Regions from separate parts of the Pan troglodytes genome. Here region 2 is linked to region 1. A link is a contact called in public capture Hi-C data. All regions are on one chromosome and are shown on one strand. The core of a region is the stretch at or near the end of the contact, and the rest is flanking DNA. Distances in the headings are between cores, read along the strand shown. Region 1 has its middle 300 kb from the start of IRS1. Region 2 overlaps IRS1 (insulin receptor substrate 1).

Region 1 (5,524 bases), core at 994-3,493:
ACTTATAACTGTAAAGGCCCATATTAAAAAAGAAAAAAAGAAAGATCTCAACTTAATAAACTAATCCTCTACCTTAAGAAACTAGAAAATGAAAAGCAAACTAAAACTAAAGCAATCAGAAAGAAAATAATATAAATTAGAGTGGCAATAAATGAACTAGAGAATATACAAAGCAGAAAAATCAAAACCACTTTGATTCTTGAAAATATCAATAAAAGTAATGAATCTTTATCTTGACTAACCAAGAATACAGAGAGAAGACTCAGATTAGTAAAATCAGAAATAAAAGACGTACATTACTATTGACTTTGTAGAAATGAAAAGGATTGGCTGGGCACAGTGTCTCACGCCTATAATCCTATCACTTTGGAAGGTCGAGGCAGGCAGATCACCTGAGGTATTGAGTAGTCCAAGTAGTCACATAGAAAGCATTCTCAGCAGAGCTCCTATCCCAGTGTCCTTGTGTTGACTGTTGACTGTCCACAGACCACCTATGTCTTACTTGCCCTTCTTTCCCCCTGCATCTTCACTTCCAGCAGGGCTCCCTGGTAGGACAGTACCAATAGTTCATACTATCTGTGCCATCCAGCTTGCTTTCCCTCCCTACTGTTTATTTCTACTGCATACCCTAAGGTACTGGGAATCGACTATCAGTCACTATAACTGCAGATTACATAGGATAAAAGTAACTCAGGAATAGAAAACCAAACATTGTATGTTCTCACCGATATGTGAGAGCTAAGCTATGAGGATGCAAAAGCAGAAGAATGAAAGTCCCCCAATGGACTTTGGAGACTTGGGGGCAAGAGCGGGAAGGGAGAGAGGGATAAAAGACTACAAATATGGTGCAGTGTATACTGCTCGGGTGATGGGTGCACCAAAATCTCACAAATCACCACTAAAGAACTTATTCATGTAACCAAATACTACCTGTACCCCAATAACTTATGGACAAATAAAATTTTTAAAAAATTAAAAAAAGAAATAGATAAATGAACACTTCAGTGTTTTTAGGCTGGTGGGTTTGAAATGAAAAAGAAGACTATGACTTGGATAGGAGAAGAGAAAGAAGAGAACTCTCTTAGGGCAGGATACCAAAACAGGAAGAGTGTCAAGAGACCCAAGTTCGGGGCCACCTGTAAATCTCTCTTTGCAAACTAGGAAATGACACCCCTGCCTCCAGGTAAACAAGCCCCATGACAAGCTGCACAGTTTGGTGAACCTGACCAGGTTTGCATTTTGGCCCGTTTGTCCTTTTAGCCAGTAACCCTGAGAGCTGCACGACCTGTCCCACTTGCCCAACTGGGCGTGCAGTCCTAACGCAGCTCTGGCTTTGGGGTGATCTTGAGCACCTATGTTTCTCCACCTTCTGGTTTCTCCCCCCAGAAAGCTACAATTGCAATCATACTTGCCATTCTCACCTGGTTTTAAAGATGACATGATATACATATGTAAAAGCACTTTGGGAAACACACAGAGTGACAGAAATTATTACAGAGCAGCCTAACTCAAGTCTCTGTAGCCAGCCAGGAGGGAGGAGGGGGACTGGGGGGCTCAGTTCAGCGTGACTGAGCTTTAGGACACACTGCGTTTGGTACAAAGACAAACAGCAGTACATTCAGAGGCACGTGCTAGGCAGAACCATGAGGAATGCCATGGCTTTCCTCTTGTTATTTTTCTAGCTGTGGGAGTTTACTGTTGTATTTGTGTTTTGTACAATTACCCAGAGGCTATGGTGACATTTTTGCATATTTAATCAATCTAATAACCAAAACCTGAGACTGTGTGCATATCACCTCTATTAAATCTCTTCACTCATATCTATTCATTCATCCTCCCCCTCCAATCCTCCCAGCACTTCATTTCTTTTCTCACACATTGCTATAATTTATTCATCTCAAGATGCACTTCTGTCTCATTTAATCATTTAAACAGACCTTTGGTGCCTATTTAATTGATTCTTCCTGGGTTTTAATTTGCATCTTTGACTTTGCCATCCTGATTTCTTTGACTACCTCTCGCTCTGCATGACATATGTTTATGCTTTAACAGGTTTCCAATATTCTGGAAGACTTCAGAGGCCAAGGTTGAAAAAAAAATGCTGTTTAAAACAGAAATCTATTTGATTGGCCAGGCAACTGAGCAAAACCAAAAGCAAACGCTCTGTGGCTTCAGGAGACAGACAACCAGGGTCATCCTCGATGTCAGCTGCCCACAGCCAACCTGGCCAGCTCCTGGGCCAGCAGAGGACCAGGCTCCTCGCTCTGAGGATCCCTGCCAGGATGGGGAGGCAGGTCCACCGATAAGAAAAGGTGAGGGTTTCCTGTGAAGGGTTTCACTTTGATTTTGGCTCTATGTAACATAGGGACCCACTGTTTGCTTCTCCTGTGTTTAGGTTTGCTTCTGATTTGGGAGAAAAGGAGGGTGATTGGTATGGAAAAAACATGGAACTGAGTTAATAAACTGGTATGCTCAGGAAAGCAGGAGGGAGACAAGTTATTCAGCAACAGTCTATTCTATGATGCCCATGGAGAACAAGATTTGTGATTTTAATTTTGTGTAGATTAAATGTAAGTGGAATTGCATGAAGATTCTTATAAATTAATATCACCCATAGAAGTCCCAAATGATAGGAAGAAGGAAAGGGAGGCAAGGTGCTATGATTCTGACTCCATGAGCCCATTGTTCAGATGATCCAATAAAGGTTCTCAACTCCCCAGAGGGGAACCTAACCCTGGGTTTGGGTTTCACAGGTGATTTAATTTTTATTGCGATTCTGCCACTGACCTGACAAAAAAATCCTTCTATTTTCATTTTCTCCTTGATATAATGGGAGTTAGAAAGCAGAAATTATTCCCCAGCAGTATTATGCAAAGAAGTTAATATTTTAAGCACTCAGAAATTCTACCATATGACAGAGAAGTACTGAATATTTTGGGTGCCACATGCATTTATTATGTTCTTCAAAGGAAAAATTACTCAGGTTTTAATCACAAGCATAAAATCATTAAACTTGCAATGTGGTTGTATAATTTCTGCCAAAAAAAAGAAAACATTCCAAGTCTTTCATTTGTTTTAATGAGCTTCAGAACCAGCTATTGGCACCCACTTTCTAATCAGTCTAATGCCTTTCATAGGCATCCATTCTCTTATTGCTGTATTTAAACCCTTCTTCATGGAAAGTGGTAAATTTACTTCAAATGTATAATGTGATTTAAAAAAAATGAAATAAAAATAAACCAAGACCTTGTTATAAGAGAGAGGTTGTCTTAATATTTTCTCTTGTATCAATTGTAAGACCGAAATTCTGAAGGTACATGTGTAACCTCATGAGTAATATCAATACCTCCTTTATGGTGTTTTTTTGTTTTGTTTTGTTTTGTTTTCTTAGACAGAGTCTCGCTCTGTCACCAGGCTGGAGTGCAGTGGCGCGATCTCAGCTCACTGCAACCTCTGCCTCCCGGGTTCCAGCAATTCTCCTGCCTCAGCCTCCTGAGTAGCTGGGATTACAGGCTCCCATCACCATGGCCAGCTCATTTTTTGTATTTTTAGTAGAGATAGGGTTTCACCATGTTGGCCAGGCTGGTCTCAAATCCTGACCTCAGGTGGTCCACCTGCCTCGGCCTCCCAAAGTGCCAGGATTATAGGCATGAGACACCGCGCCCACTCTCCTTTATGTTTTTTATGAAATCTCAACCATTTGTGGGTTTTAAAATGGTATATGTGAACTGGACCCAATCTGTCAATAATATATCCATTTTTTTTGCACTTTGGTCTTAGACATAAAATTTTCCATCTGTGATCCTGGGAATTCTGATTGGCACCACCACCGTGACTAAACGGCCATTTAAGTTGTTCCATGATTATTTCTAAATCCGCCATTGTGGCTAACTTTGGTAGCAGAGTGGGCCTGAGCTAAGGAGCTTGGATCTGGATATTCAGGAGATAAACATTTGTGGAAATTTATTTAAAAGGAAGCCTGGAATCATACAATAGGAAAAGGGAAGGGACCCAGGCACAAGGCTCTCTCATTCTATAGAATGTTCTTTGTACCAAGATACTGGAGAAAGCAACTGAGGTGGGGTGGACCTCACTCCACTTACCACTCACCAGAGAGTGAGCAGGTAGATGGCTGCAAGCACCTAGAATAGGTACCTTTTTCTATCACATTTAGCCTATGAAATCCGCATTTGGAAGAAGGTAGCCACATTCCAGTCCTGAACCCTGAGGCTCACAGGGAAGACTTTAGTCTAGGGGTGTTGACTCAAGGTTAGGAATAGTTCAACTGCACAGCAGGTGTAGAGCTCCAATGAGTCCTAATAACTGCTGGCCCCAGAGCTCGAGTGATGAAATTAGAAGGAAAAGAGAAAATAGAGAGTGGTGAGAGTGGTATGTCTTGGTTGGACAGAACTAGAGGCAGTGATAAAATAAACAGGTATATTTTGAAAACAAGGACAGAGCAGTTAAATGAGGCTCACATACAGAAGAGATGTCAAAAGATATTTGAGAGAGGAATATCTGTTCAAGAAAGTCTGGGTAGTCCAGCCACAACAAGCAAATATCATGGTGAATAGCTGTCCTGGGCTTTTTTCAAATTCCTATTACTATGGGCAAGATTAATTCCATAATTAAGTAGCTAAACAGACGCTATAAGAGTTTGGAGGGAGCAGGAACTGCTAGTGTGGAGCATATTCTCAGTTTCGATGGTTCAAGCATATGAGGTCAGGGAGCCAATTGACTATGTTGAGAAGAAGCAGATAGTAGCAAGAAAGGGAAGATGGGAGGAGCAAGAAACCAAACTGCAAAGGAAAAACCCTTTGGACAGGATCTGTCTTATAAATAGTTGCAGACAATTCTAGAAGGGATAGGAAAAGGGAATAAGATAGCCCTTATTTATTTATTTATTGAGACGGAGTTTCACTGTTGTTGCCCAGGCTGCAGTGCAATGGCACAATCTCAGTTCACTGCAACCTCCGCCTCCCAGGGTCAAGCGATTCTCCTGCCTAAGCCTCCTGAGTAACTGGCATTACAGGCACCTGCAACCGTGCCCAGCTAGTTTTTTGTACTTTTAGCAGAGATGGGGTTTCACCCTGTTGGCCAGGCTGGTCTCGAACTCCTGATCTCAGGTGATCCCCCTGCCTCGGCCTCAAAAAATGCTGAGATTACAGGTGTGAGCCACCGCACCAGGCTGATAGCCATTATTACTCAGTTAGAAAACAAATAAACATTCACCAGATATTCGTATATCTTGATGTTTAACTTTTGATCTTACATAGACTTGCACATGATAATGAAGTAGGAAGACTTATGCTATAATAAAATATAAAAATAAATATCATACATGGTAATAAAATATCTGATTTACCAATGTTGAAATATCACATGCTTCTAGACAACAGTGTGCTCTGATACAGCCCCTCGCTTTATGCTATGAGTTGAGTTGTGTTCCCCGGAAAGATGTTGAAGTCCTAACCCCCAGTCCCTGTGAATGTGACCTTATTTGAAAATAGGGTCTCTGCCAGTG
Region 2 (5,524 bases), core at 1,205-3,704, 250 kb after region 1:
AAATATCAAGTGGTGATGTTCCTACAATGCATTCTGTCTGGTTACATCATTGGGGAATAACTTCTGAAGGCAGAAATACAATGCACCTGTCACGAGATTTAGTAGCAGGAAATTACATTTTGACAAAATTTCATCACCACATCAGTATCTACTATGTCCTTCTGCGTGTATATTCTTGTAAGATAAAACCCACCTAATCCTGTTGCCAGTAATGAAAAATGTAATTTTTAAAGCATTATCAAATAAGTCAACACTTGAGCAATGCTACTTGAGACCTATGGATTATTGCATTATTGCATCTAGTAGGAATTTACATCTTCTGGGTTCTACCCACTTAAACTATGCCTACAATAGCTGAAAAACAAATAAAGACTGCTTCCTTTTACATTGTCTCAGCTTACTGATCGTTTTTACTGGGAAAGCAGCTGGAAACAGCACAAGAGTGTGAGTATGATGGAAAGATCTGTACATTCAGCAATGCATTCTTGGTCAGAACAATTGACAAATGTTTTTATCCTGTATTTATATGTTTTGAAACTTCTTGCCAATATGTTAGATCAAGGGCAATATAGTAATAAAAATCTAGTTGGGGCATTGCTAGTCGTTTCTACTTTTACTAGGGAAATAAGAGTAAAATATTTTAAGTTGCTTGGCCACTGTCACATACTAAATTGTTAGAAAGTAACTCTTCCTTATCCAACTGTGCTTTAAAAAAATGACCGTAGTGATGACTTTTTTTCAATAGAGGTCATTGTTTGAAATCTTATATTGTAGATGGAACTAGAAAATTAATATAAATTAATTTCCTCCACTTAAAGAAATGAATCAAAACAGCATATTTCTCTTTCAGTTAACATAAACAGCTGTGTGCTTTTTTTTTTTAAAAAAAAGTATCTTGAATATAATACAGAAAATGTATAAAATACAGGAAGATGTAAAGAAGGAATAAACATGACTTATATTCCCCATCACCAGAAAAACCACTACTCAGCTGTGGTTGTAATTTCACAATCTACTTAAAGGATTTGAACTTTTAAAATGCTGCATTTAATGTCCCCCCAAAAAGTCTAAGTAGGAAAGGAAAATACTGTTTTAATCATACTTAGATCTTTCCCATTCTTAAAAATCCATGATGAGAAAAATTTTTGAAATGTTACCCAACTTTTTAAAGCGTCCTGGTATTCCATCCCTTTCCCATCATCCCAACGCATTGTATAATATGGGGAGAGTAGGAATTTGAAAGTAGGAAAATCTTCTGGCTCCCTGGCTTTAGTTTCCAAAAGCCTCAGTATTTAAAGGAAAGGCACAGGTAAAATATTTGGAAGAGCCAGGAGAACAGAAGGATTCCTCTCAGGTTAGTAAAGATTCCCTTCATGAGAGCAGAGGGGTCAGTGGGTAGCTCTGTACTTTGCAAGATTCTGACAATGATGCCTATAACCTCTCTCTATTCTGTCTTCCCACGTCTGTTGATTTCTTATTTCACACAATTACATTAAACTGCATACCCCTCTCTCCTACCACAATTCTTCAGTTACCTCACTGCTGATACACTTAATTTACAGTACCACTAACTGGAAGCAAATCATGTCTTCTAGAATGCTTATTAATAAAGCACCTTACAACACACACATTCAGCATACCTGAATCTGGCAAATGAGCCCAGTAAACACACACACACACACACACACACACACACACATAACACACACACACACATATTATCATCAGTCTCAAATACCTTTATAGTTCTGGTAATAGATGGGTGTTGTTCATTAAAATTCATACCTCAATAAAATCCCACTATAAAATCTCAGATGAATAAAAATGACCACTGACCTATGGATAGACTGTGAAACACTTATTAAAGGAAGTTCCCAGCTTAAAGCCTTGGTTCTAGCATTTGAGTTAGTAGCACAGAAGGAGGAAGCTGCATTCTCCTGGTCCAGCGCTATTAACTATGGTCATATTGCTGATACAAAAAGAAGAGCTAAATCCAGAGAGCCTCTAAAGTCTGGGACATGGGATAATCTCCCCGTTCTTTACAAGGGACAGCTGGGAAGTATGGGGGCAAGCTGAAGCTTGGAAAAGGAGAAAACTAACCAGTGAATTCTCAATTCTCAATTCTAAGGCCTTCAGATCATAATCACACACATCAAGTGAAGATTGAGCTAAAGTTAGAGGTAAGACCAACATGTTTGCTACTTGGATGTTGAAAGGAGAAAGCCATTTTAGCTAAAGAAAGGAAACCAACTTCTTTTAAAACAGGCCAGGATTGAGCTGGAAAGAACTTGGTTTTGTGGTCTCAAATGGCAAAGGGTAAGCCAACCAGCCAAGCCAGTGCTTTAATGGAGCTGCTTAAATAGCACTTTTGCCTGGTGCAAGTCACATGGGAGAGGGCTGGTGAAAATAACAAGGTTGCTGGCCAGATCTTCCAGTGCGCAGGGTTGCCAAGGAAGAAAATTCAGGGAGAGTTGCCAACATGTGAGAGGCCATCTCGCTCCAGTTCCCCTTTTGTCCCAGTGAAAGAGCTTCTGGCAGGGCTGGTGACTTCAGGAGACCACCAATGAAGAAAGGCACACGCATTATGAAAAAAAAAAAAAAAAGAAGAAGAAGACCGAAAGGCGACCGTCAAGCCTGTCAGCTCTGGCAGAGGCTACTGGGCTGAATTCTGTCAGTCTCGTGAATTTCTCCTTCCCCAGCTACCAAAGGCAGAAGGAGATTCTAGAAACTTTTCAGGATGGTTAGGAATTTGTGGAGAAGACAGACCAAAACAACATTTAGTTCTCAGTAATTAAAAGTATTCTGTCAGTGATATATTAAGGAAATCTGAATAAATATTAACACATCTTTTAAGCCAAAGAATATCCACTGCTGTTATTTCCCATTCTTTTTATTAACAGGAAACATGCTGATAAAGAAAATGAGGTCAAGACCATAATAGCTCCTCCCCTCAAATGCAAATCAAAATGTTTCCAATCTCCCTTTTACCGATACTATAGTTTGTCCTATGTACATGACAGATTCAAGGTAAAAGGACTTAGGAAAAAAAAACAAAAAAAAGTCCCTCTTCATTTCAAGTCAGACCACACGTACTCTCAGGCAGGAAGATTTAATTTTTTTTTTTTTTTTTTTTTTTTTTTTTTCTGGAGACAGTCTTACTCTGTCACCCAGGCAGGAGTGCAGTGGTGCCATTTCGGCTCACTGCAACCTGCCCCTCCTGGGTTCAAGCAATTCTCCTGCTTCAGCCTCCCAAGTAGCTGGGATTACAGGTGCACACCACCACACTTGGCTAATTTTTGTATCTTTAGCAAAGACGAGGTTTCACCATGTTGGCCAGGCTGGTCTCAAACTCCCTACCTCAGATGATCCACCCGCCTCAGCCTCTCAAAGTGCTGGGATTACAGGTGTGGGCCACCGTGCTCAGCCAGGAAGCTTTAACTTTAACAGAGCTCAACCAAAATAAACCTGTTACGAAAAGACATGAAGGTAATATGACAGAATATTCCCTACTAAGTGAGAATGTCATACGAATGTCTTTCTTCTGCTTTCATGGGCACTATTTCTGTAGCATCCTTTCCCTCACAGAAATTACATTTCAGTTCTGAGGTTTCTATTGTAATTTCGCATCACTTTTGGGTTTGGGGTTTTGTTTGTAATGGTCAGATTACAGGATACAGGTTTTATAGGTCTGGCTTTGATACAAACCAGTAGACTTGCATTACAATCAGAACTTCATTTAGTGTATGGATGGTGAAAATTGTGTGCAAAACTGTTTCTATAATTAGACAAAAGGGAATCAGGCAGAGCCTATTTTCACTGCCTTTGCTTTTTTTGTTAAAAACTAATAGATTTCTCATTCTTTGCCCTCTCCCTGGAGTCAAATTGCTTCAAGAAAGCAAGCGTCTGATTTTACATTTGAGTAACTGTCTGATTACCCAATTGTTTCTCAAGCATCATCAGTTTTTCCATAATAGCCCAGGAATCAGGCACCGAACAAGCATTTGCATAGACATCCCTGGTCTGCAGTGGACTGAGGTAAGAATCATTAACACCACTGACATCACTTTTGGCAGCTGGAGAAGTGGGAAAACCTGTGTTTAATCTATTTCCTACTCACCGCAAGTTTTAGCTAGAGTCCCCGATAATATGGGTTGTGGTTCACTTTATGGAAGAACTTGGTCATGTAAGAAAAATCTACTGAATTGAACAAGCATCTTCCAAAACAACCATGAGGTACCTCAGCTGTGGAGCCATGATCTTCCCATAGGTTTTTCTGATCCTTAAACAGGCCTAACAGAGGACAATGCCACTCCCAATAGTTTCTAATAGGGGCAAGCTCAACCTCAGTAGAAGATTTGCCCTACAACATACATCTAAGGCAGGGGTCCTCAATTCCCAGGCTGTGGACCAGTAGAGATCCATGGCCTGTTAGGAACCGGGCTCCACAGCAAGAGGTGAATGGTGGATGAGCATAAGCACCTGAACTCGGCTTCCTGTCAGATCAGCAGCGGCATTAGATTCTCACAGGAGTGTGAAACCTATCATGAACCGTGTATGCAAGGGATCTATGTTGCACATGCTCTTTACGAGAAAATAATGCCTGATGAAACCATTCATCCCCTCACCCCCAGCCATGGAAAAATTGTCTTCCATGAAACCTGTCACTGGTGCCAAAAAGGTTGGAGATCCTTGATCTAAGGAACGTCTCCAGGAAGCCATCATCTTACAGAAGCAAAAAAGGTTTAGCCTTTGTTTTCCTTTCTGCATTGAGGAGAATATCGGGGGAAAACGTTGAGAAGAATTTGATCTGGGATTCTTTGAAGCGAACTGTTCTTTAAAAAAAAAAAACAAAGTGGTCTAACTATTGAAGAAACAATCCCTCTCTGAAACCAGCTGAAACTGATTATAATACAAGTATATGGCAGCATATTTCAAATGTATTTGACCCACAGTTCTCATTTGCTTTACCTGAAGAATATCTGTTATGGAAATGCAAGTCATAAAGATTTCTGGGCTATGATAGTAATTCTTCAACAAAAGTCAATGTAAAAGGAGCAAGGAAAAGTATACCATTCATCTTAGATTTCAGAAGGCCATACACAGGCAGGAACCATATTAATTAGCTCATGTTAAAGAGGAAGCTATTAACTGTTGCTTACAGTAAAGTAATAATGCAATAAATGTGTGTTTCCCTTGAGTTGCCTCTTTCTGAGTGACAAGTGAGTAACCTGTATGCGATTTTGAATTAAAAAATGTACTTTAGGGAATTCAACCCCAAAAAAGGTTATTTTCAGAATGAAGATGGAGCTATTACATGGCTGTCATGCTTTTTAAAGACTGATAATTTTGTTTAAGTCAAAACTTATTTCTGAATTAAAATTTGAAAGGAAACTAAGACAAGTTCCATTATCCCATCTCTCAATGTTCTTTTCTCTGTGATTTCAGGCAAGTTGCTCACCCTCCAAAATCCCGTATGTTTTCATCTGTAACACAGGAGAGCATTGCCCATTTCACAGGGTTCTCG

Evidence for each region. Capture Hi-C pulls out chosen DNA fragments and counts their contacts.
Region 2: a contact with region 1 is called in a capture Hi-C map of stem cell-derived neural stem cells, with 3 times the contacts expected there. The contact joins two enhancer-like sites. A contact is called at or near these places in 1 of 7 Hi-C or Micro-C datasets (stem cell-derived neural progenitor cells) and 1 of 1 other capture datasets (stem cell-derived neural stem cells).

The regions. Positions count from the first base shown.
Region 1 is chr13:128,737,043-128,742,566 of NHGRI_mPanTro3-v2.0_pri, forward strand. No RefSeq gene overlaps it. Among named protein-coding and RNA genes, the nearest start is that of IRS1, 300 kb to the right of the region's middle. Within about 2 kb of position 2,244, at least 2 of the 24 cell types and tissues checked have an H3K27ac peak or open chromatin away from gene starts, as enhancers often do. A contact at or near this core is called in stem cell-derived neural stem cells, where this site is marked.
Region 2 is chr13:128,981,862-128,987,385 of NHGRI_mPanTro3-v2.0_pri, forward strand. All of the region lies in intron 1 of IRS1 (insulin receptor substrate 1), which reads right to left. Among named protein-coding and RNA genes, the nearest start is that of IRS1, 57 kb to the right of the region's middle. Within about 2 kb of position 2,455, at least 8 of the 24 cell types and tissues checked have an H3K27ac peak or open chromatin away from gene starts, as enhancers often do. A contact at or near this core is called in stem cell-derived neural stem cells, where this site is marked.